Regions from separate parts of the Mus musculus genome. Here region 1 is linked to region 2. A link is a contact called in public HiChIP or PLAC-seq data. All regions are on one chromosome and are shown on one strand. Each heading gives the region's core, a stretch centred on a gene start, on an enhancer-like site or on the middle of the called end of the contact. The rest is flanking DNA. Distances are from core to core; before and after follow the strand shown. Region 1 overlaps Cnih4 (cornichon family AMPA receptor auxiliary protein 4). Region 2 has its middle 2.7 kb from the start of Lefty2.

What was found. HiChIP or PLAC-seq counts read pairs in DNA pulled down with a chosen protein or histone mark.
Region 1: an H3K27ac HiChIP or PLAC-seq map of embryonic stem cells shows a contact between it and region 2, with 12 read pairs. The contact joins two enhancer-like sites. A contact is called at or near these places in 17 of 39 promoter capture datasets (the 3T3-L1 cell line, 3T3-L1-derived adipocytes, the C10 cell line and 11 more), 2 of 484 Hi-C or Micro-C datasets (embryonic stem cells and pre-B cells), 3 of 115 datasets of contacts at active chromatin or transcription factors (embryonic stem cells and large pre-B cells) and 3 of 9 other capture datasets (adipose tissue, embryonic stem cells and liver).

What each region holds. Positions count from the first base shown.
Region 1 is chr1:181,162,513-181,165,901 of GRCm38.p6, reverse strand. All of the region lies in intron 4 of Cnih4 (cornichon family AMPA receptor auxiliary protein 4), which reads right to left. Among named protein-coding and RNA genes, the nearest start is that of Cnih4, 13 kb to the right of the region's middle. Within about 2 kb of position 2,006, at least 5 of the 459 cell types and tissues checked have an H3K27ac peak or open chromatin away from gene starts, as enhancers often do. A contact at or near this core is called in embryonic stem cells, where this site is marked.
Region 2 is chr1:180,888,661-180,892,059 of GRCm38.p6, reverse strand. No RefSeq gene overlaps it. Among named protein-coding and RNA genes, the nearest start is that of Lefty2, 2.7 kb to the left of the region's middle. Within about 2 kb of position 2,104, at least 26 of the 459 cell types and tissues checked have an H3K27ac peak or open chromatin away from gene starts, as enhancers often do. A contact at or near this core is called in embryonic stem cells, where this site is marked.

The sequences.
Region 1 (3,389 bases), core at 757-3,256, 270 kb before region 2:
AGTTAAGAGCACTTACTGCTCTTCCAGAGGACCATGTAGGTGGCTCACAGAAGCTACTGGAACTCCAGGGGGTTAATGCCTCCGGCCTCCACGGGCACCGCACTCATGTGCATGAGCGAGCCTTTAATCCCAGCACTTGGGAGGCAGAGGCAGGTGGATCTCTGAGTTTGAGGCCAGCCTGGTCTACAGAGTGAGTTCCAGAACAGCCAGAGCTACACAGAGAAACCCTGTCTCGAAAAATCAAAAAAAAGTAGGCACATGCCCTTTTCTCAGCACTCAGGAGGCAGAGGCTTGCAGATCTCTGTGAGTTTAAGAGAGACTCGGTATAAATAATAATACTAATGGTGACTCATGGCTGGCCTGGCCTCTGAAGCACCTTCTTTGGGTAGCTGACCTTAACTCAGTGCAGTTGTGAGGTCTCCTTCCACAGCCCATCCTGCTCCTATGTGGCCTAGCGTACAAGCGGTTCTTGGTCTGTGAGCTGTGAGGATAAGACCCAGGCGTCTTCTCCCTCATTCTCTGTACTACCACAGACTACAACTGCCAAGCTGAATACTTCGGGATTGATACTGCTCCTTCTTGTCACTTGAGGTGACATCAGGACAGGAAATACTCAAGAAAAATCACCTCAGTTAAAAATGAAATAAAGGGGGCTGGAGAGATGGCTCAGCAGTTAAGAACACTGGCTGTTCTTCCAGAGGTCCGAGTTCAATTCCCAGCAACTACATGGTGGCTCACAACCATCTCTAATGGGATCTGATGCTCTCTTCTGGTGTTATCTGAAAACAGTTTCAGTATATTCACATAAAAAAAATTTTTTTTTAAAGAAAAAGAAAAAAAAAAAAAAGCTGGGGGGGTGGTGGCGCACCCCTTTAATCCTAGAACTTGGGAGGCAGAGGCAGGCGGATTTCTGAGTTCGAGGCCAGCCTGGTCTACAGAGTGAGTTCCAGGAAACCCTGTCTGGAAAAACCAAAACCAAAACCAAAACCAAAACCAAAACCAAAACCAAGGAAGGAAGGAAGGAAAAGAAAGAAAAGAAAAAGAAAAAAACCGGGCATGGTGGCGCACGCCTTTAATCCTAGAACTTGGGAGGCAGAGGCAGGCAGATTTCTGAGTTCGAGGCCAGCCTGATCTACAGAGTGAGTTCCAGGACTGCCAGGGCTACACAGAGAAACCCTGTTTCGAAAAACAAAAAACATAAAACAAAACAAAAGGGCCTGGAGAGATGGCTCTGGTTAAGACCATCTGCTGCTCTTTCAGAGGACTCGGGTTCAATTCTTAGCACCCACAAGGTAGCTCTCAACTGTCTATAACTCCAGTTCCAGGGGATTCAACACCCTTGCACAGACACATACACAAGAACACCACCAATGCACATAAAAAATAAAAATAAATAATTTTTTACAAATGAGACACAGCCAGGCATGGTGGCGCATACCTTCAATCCCAGCACCTGGGAGGCAGAGGCAGGTGGATCTCTATGAGTTTAAGGCCAGCCTGAAAGTGGGTTCCAGGATACCCAGGACTACACACTGAAACCTTGTCTTGAAAAACAATGAAAATAAACAAAAAAGAGAAATATATCTTATGTGCAAGGATCAACCTTGTTCTTGATCATCTGATCAAGATCAACCTTGACTAACAAATGACTCCAGCGCATGGACAAAACTCAGCCTTACTCAGTTACCAACAGAATAACCAGTCAGGCTCATTAAACACACAGTGTACAGTGCAGGTTAAATGCTGTCGCTGATAATTTGAAGATTTTGAGTTTACTATAGATGATAAACTCAAGCACTTCATAGCACTTAGTTCTTGCTGCAATCCCATGAGGTAAGTTTTAGTGAGAGCCCATGATCAGATGAAAACCCAAGGTACAGAGAGGCTAAGTAAGAAGTGCACCCTAAATCTCACAATAGGTAGTAGAGCCCAGATCCCACTGGGTGAGCAACGTGGCCATCAGATCCAAGGCATGCGCTCCACCCTTCTCTAAAACAATGGGAGCATTTCCCCAAAACTTTACTTCCATTTAAGGATTCCCTGAATGCAAGCTGAGTGAAAGGTACTGGAGCAGGTGTGAGAGAAATGGAAAACCCCTGAAATAAAAGCTGACAATCTGGTGATAAAATCTTTTTTAAACAAAAGCATCCACCCCAACCATTTCAACTACGGATCACATTCAGGGGGTAAGGTAACCACGATGTACCCAAAACAAGAAGCCGACAAAGGCAAACGAGGATAGAAAAGGGGAGGATGCACCCCACAGGGTACAGCAGCCCAGACTAAACAGTGCCTCAGGCTGCCCACTGGTAGCAGTAAGGACCACACCCTAGCCCTGCCCCTAAAGTGCTACGCTCTCTCTCTGTCTCTCTTGTTTTCTTATTTTTGAGATAGGATCTTGCTGTAACTTGGGAACCATGGATCTTACTAAGTAGTCCTGGATGGCACTAATTTGTGATTCTCAGCCTCTCAAATGCTGAGATTAAAGATGTAAACCACTATGCCTGGCTAAAATAATGCTTTACAAACCAGTATCTTGGGGTGGAGACATAGCTCAGTGCTTAAGAGCACTTCTTGTCCTTGAGGAGGACCAAGTTTCAGTTCCCAGCACTTGTATGGCAGCTCATAACTGTAACTCAAGTTCTAGGACATCCCCTTCTCTCTGTCTGTCTGTCTGTCTGTCTGTCTGTCTGTCTGTCTGTCTGTGTACATACATATGTATGCATGTACATATTTTTCCTTCTGGCTTTTTGAAACAGAACAGTGAAACCTCTCAGCTAGACTCTATGAGTAAAGAAGACCAATGGCAGTTTTAAGTATATCAATCACCTCAACAGCTAAGAAATAGGTGGTACACAATGGAGTACTACTCAGCTATTAAAAAGAATGAATTGCCGGGCGTGGTGGCGCACGCCTTTAATCCCAGCACTCGGGAGGCAGAGGCAGGTGGATTTCTGAGTTCGAGGCCAGCCTGGTCTACAAAGTGAGTTCCAGGACAGCCAGGGCTATACAGAGAAACCCTGTCTCAAAAAACAAAAAAACAAAAAAATAAAAAAATAAAAAGAATGAATTTATGAAATTCCTAGGCAAATGGTTGGACCTGGAGGGCATTATCCTGAGTGAGGTAACCCAATCACAAAAGAACTCAAATGATATGTACTCACTGATAAGTGGATATTAGCCCAGAAACTTAGAATACCCAAGATATAGTGTGGTGGTTTGAATATGCTTGGCCCAAGGACTGGCATTGTTAGATGTGGCCTTGTTGGACTCGGTGTGGGCTTTACTACCCTTGTCCTAGCTTCCTGGAAGTCAGTCTTCCATGAGGAGCCTTCAGATGAAGGTGTAGAACTCTCAGCTCCTCCTGCACCATGCCTGCCTGGATGCTG
Region 2 (3,399 bases), core at 855-3,354:
GACAGAAGACCCTGTCTCAAAACAAATACATAACATATGCGCATGCAAGATACATCCTCAGCAGACATCCATCGTATGAGTGATCATGTGTGCCAGGCCCCATCCCAAGCTGGGAGTAGGGTTCCACACAGCCCTTACGAGGCAGGTTTTAGCTGCAAGTGCATCTTTCAGATGCTGGTCAGCTCACTACAGGACAAAGTCACCTGTCCTGTCACAGTATGCAGTTAGAGGAGACCTTGCGATACAGATATTTGCATCTGCCCCCTAAGGCCTCTCTGGCTCAGAGGTCTAAGTGTGTGCAGAAGGAAACCTTTCCTGTAGCCAATGAGAGGTGAACAATGGCCACAGAGGAGCTTAAGGGCCAAAGGGCCTGGTGGACAGGGATCACCTCTCTGCCTTCCCAGGAGGACACTGGCCCCTGGGTGTGTATGCGCTGTGTTCTACCTTTCTCAAACAACCCTGAGAGCAGAGAAAACCCTCTCAGGTTCAAGGGCTCTGGGTAACAGCCCAAACACACACACACACACACACACACACACACACACACACACACACGAGTGCATGCACGAGCACACATATGTACACATTCTCACGTACATATTAATATATGTAGAAGATTTATAGTAGTAAGTGGGTGGGCTCAGAACTTAGAAGAGGAACATAACTGCCGGGCAGGGTGGCGCACGCCTTTAATCCCAGCACTCGAGGGGCAGAGGCAGAATTTCTGAGTTCGAGGCCAGCCTGGTCTACAGAGTGAGTTCCAGGACAGCCAGGGCTATACAGAGAAACCCTGTCTCAAAAAAAAACCCAAAAAAAAAAAAAAAGAGAGGAGCAGAAATAACTCTGATAAGGCTAAGGGTCTAAGTCTCTAGTACAGCATTTGCAAGTCCTTGGTTTTGATCTCTACCACGTCAAAGAAAAGAAAAAAAAATCTGTCCCTAATCATAATAAATCATGCATGCAAGATGTGTGTGTGGTTTTGGGGTGTGTGTGTGTGTGTGTGTGTGTGTGTGTGTGTGTGTGTTGGCTTTGTTTTGTTTTGTGACAAGGTCTCATTATGTAGCCCAGGCTAGCCTTGAACTCAAAGTCCTCCTACCTCAGCCTCCCTGGTGCAGAGATTCTAGGCATGTACTACCATGCCTGGCATTGTTAACTCTTTATCCCTGGGGTAGACAGGGAGGTTTGCATTATTATTTCCACTTAATAGATGAAGACACCGAGGCGTAAAACTGTTACATGACCTGTCTAAGGGCAGATATTGACTGCCAAAGTTAGGGCTATTTGGATATATATGACAGAGAGTTTGGAGGGGTCACAGGATAGGCAGGCTGAAGTAAGAGGAAATATAGAAATCCAGGCAGCTGGCCCCAGAGAGGGAAGTCCCAGGGTCACAGACCTGCTTCTCAGTCATTTTTCTCTTATCTCCCACCTCTGTTTCCAAGGAAACTAGGTAATGCCCCAGAAGGACTTCAAATGTCTCATCTGGGGCTGGGGGTAGCTCAGTGTCTGGACGCTCACCTAGCATTCGAAAGGTCCTGAGTTCCATCCCCCAGCACAGAAAAACAGAAAAACAAAATCTAATCCCATCCTGGAGCTCACATCTCCTAATGAGGAGCCCCTGAAATATAAGACCCCCACTCTGTATCCGGCTTTCTTCAAAAGGAACACCGCCGCTGCCTTCCTTTGCAAGTGATTAACAGGGAAGGGACTTTATAGGATGCTAACATTTGGGGCTTTAGTCAAGCCAAACGGCACAGAGGTGTCACATTTACAGGCCACCAGAACGTGAGGTCCTTCGTCCCTGGAAGCTCTTCTGGGCTGGTGTGCCTTAAATATGCAAGAGTTCACCACCCTTGCAATGGGCGAAAGGAAACCCTGTGGCTTATCATCGTAGCTGGCTTCGTGTCAAAATGTAACACCCAAGGCCCTGCTGTGTTCAGTAAGACCTTCTGTGCCAGAGCCAAAGGACAGGCATCTGGGGCAGATGCTTTCTGACTTGCAGATGTACACAGGGGATCTCTACCGCCACCTCAAGGACACCTTGGGTCTGAGGCCTTCTGGGGCACCCAGAGTGATCAGCAATAGAATAGCTAAGCCTAGGAAGTTCAGAATTGGGCCCTGGGTAGAAGAGGAACTGCATAGTCATTATTTGGCCTCGCTAAGGACCTGGGATAGGGAATCTCAGCTTTCTGAATCCGTCCTCTGCTTTGCAGAGAGTGTTTTTCTCTGTGTGTCTACTGCATATGTGTGTTTCCTCGCCCCCAATAAAAACACCTTGTTTTTTAAAAATATATCTTTATATTTACTTATTTTATGTATGTGAGTACATTGTGGTTCTCCTCGGACGCACCAGAAGAGGGCACACACCAGAGGACGGCATCGGATCCTATTACAGATGGTTGTGAGCCACCACATGGCTGCTGGGAATTGAGCTCAGGACCTCTGGAACAAGAGCCAGTGATCATAACCGCTGAGCCATCTCTCTAGCCTATAAAAACACCTTTTTTTTTTTTTAAGTTAAAAAGAAAAAACCTGGAATACCTGGGAGTCGCTTTAGGGACTCAGAATCCCTGGGCCCTGAGGCTGAATTGGCGAACCCTTCCCCAGAGCACTCCTGGGGTGACCTCTAGGGGCGTGCATAGGTGATCCACACTGAGAAACTAAGCCCCCTTCCCAATTTAGGGAACGCCCCATCATCATCGCCTGGTGATGTTCAGTATCAATGAAGGACTGGTCTAGACAAACCATCCTCTTTCCCTGCTAGTGTGTAGAACCAGACATCTCAGAGCAGAAACTAACTATCCAGACAGTGTAGATGGTACAGAGAAAACAGTCTCGGAGGGGCTGCAGCATTCCAGGGTCACACGGGACTGATACACAGACACTCAAAGGTCATAGCTCTTCCCACACCTCAAACTCTGTCTGCTGCTGGCTTTACTGCCAGATGCCATCCATCAGCAGCAGGCAGCTTGGGAACCCAGACGACTCGGGGTCCAATGGGGGCAGGGCAGTGTAAAACGCAGACAGAAAAACAGAGGGTCAATCTCCCAGAGTCGATCTTCCCAAGACTCCTGGATGTGGATTCCCAGGAGCCCTCGGAGTTCTGTTGGGGAAATACAGTGATTGGGCAATTAGCCACGGCCCAAAGAAGGAAGCAGATGTGGATTAGGAAACTTTTACAGTGGGCAGATTGCCCAAGTAGGGGGAGGGTGGGGCTACTTTTGTGATGCAAAAGCTAGGCCTCTCCCTCATATTGTGGATCTGAGTGGGACGGGGTGTCTGAGGTGGAGCCCGGCCCGGCCTGAAAGCCGGAAAGCACCTCCGGTCCTAGAAAGCTGTGTAAATCAGACCTCTCCCCCAAGGGCTTCTAAGGCGGGGACAGGGCAGACTTCTTTGAGG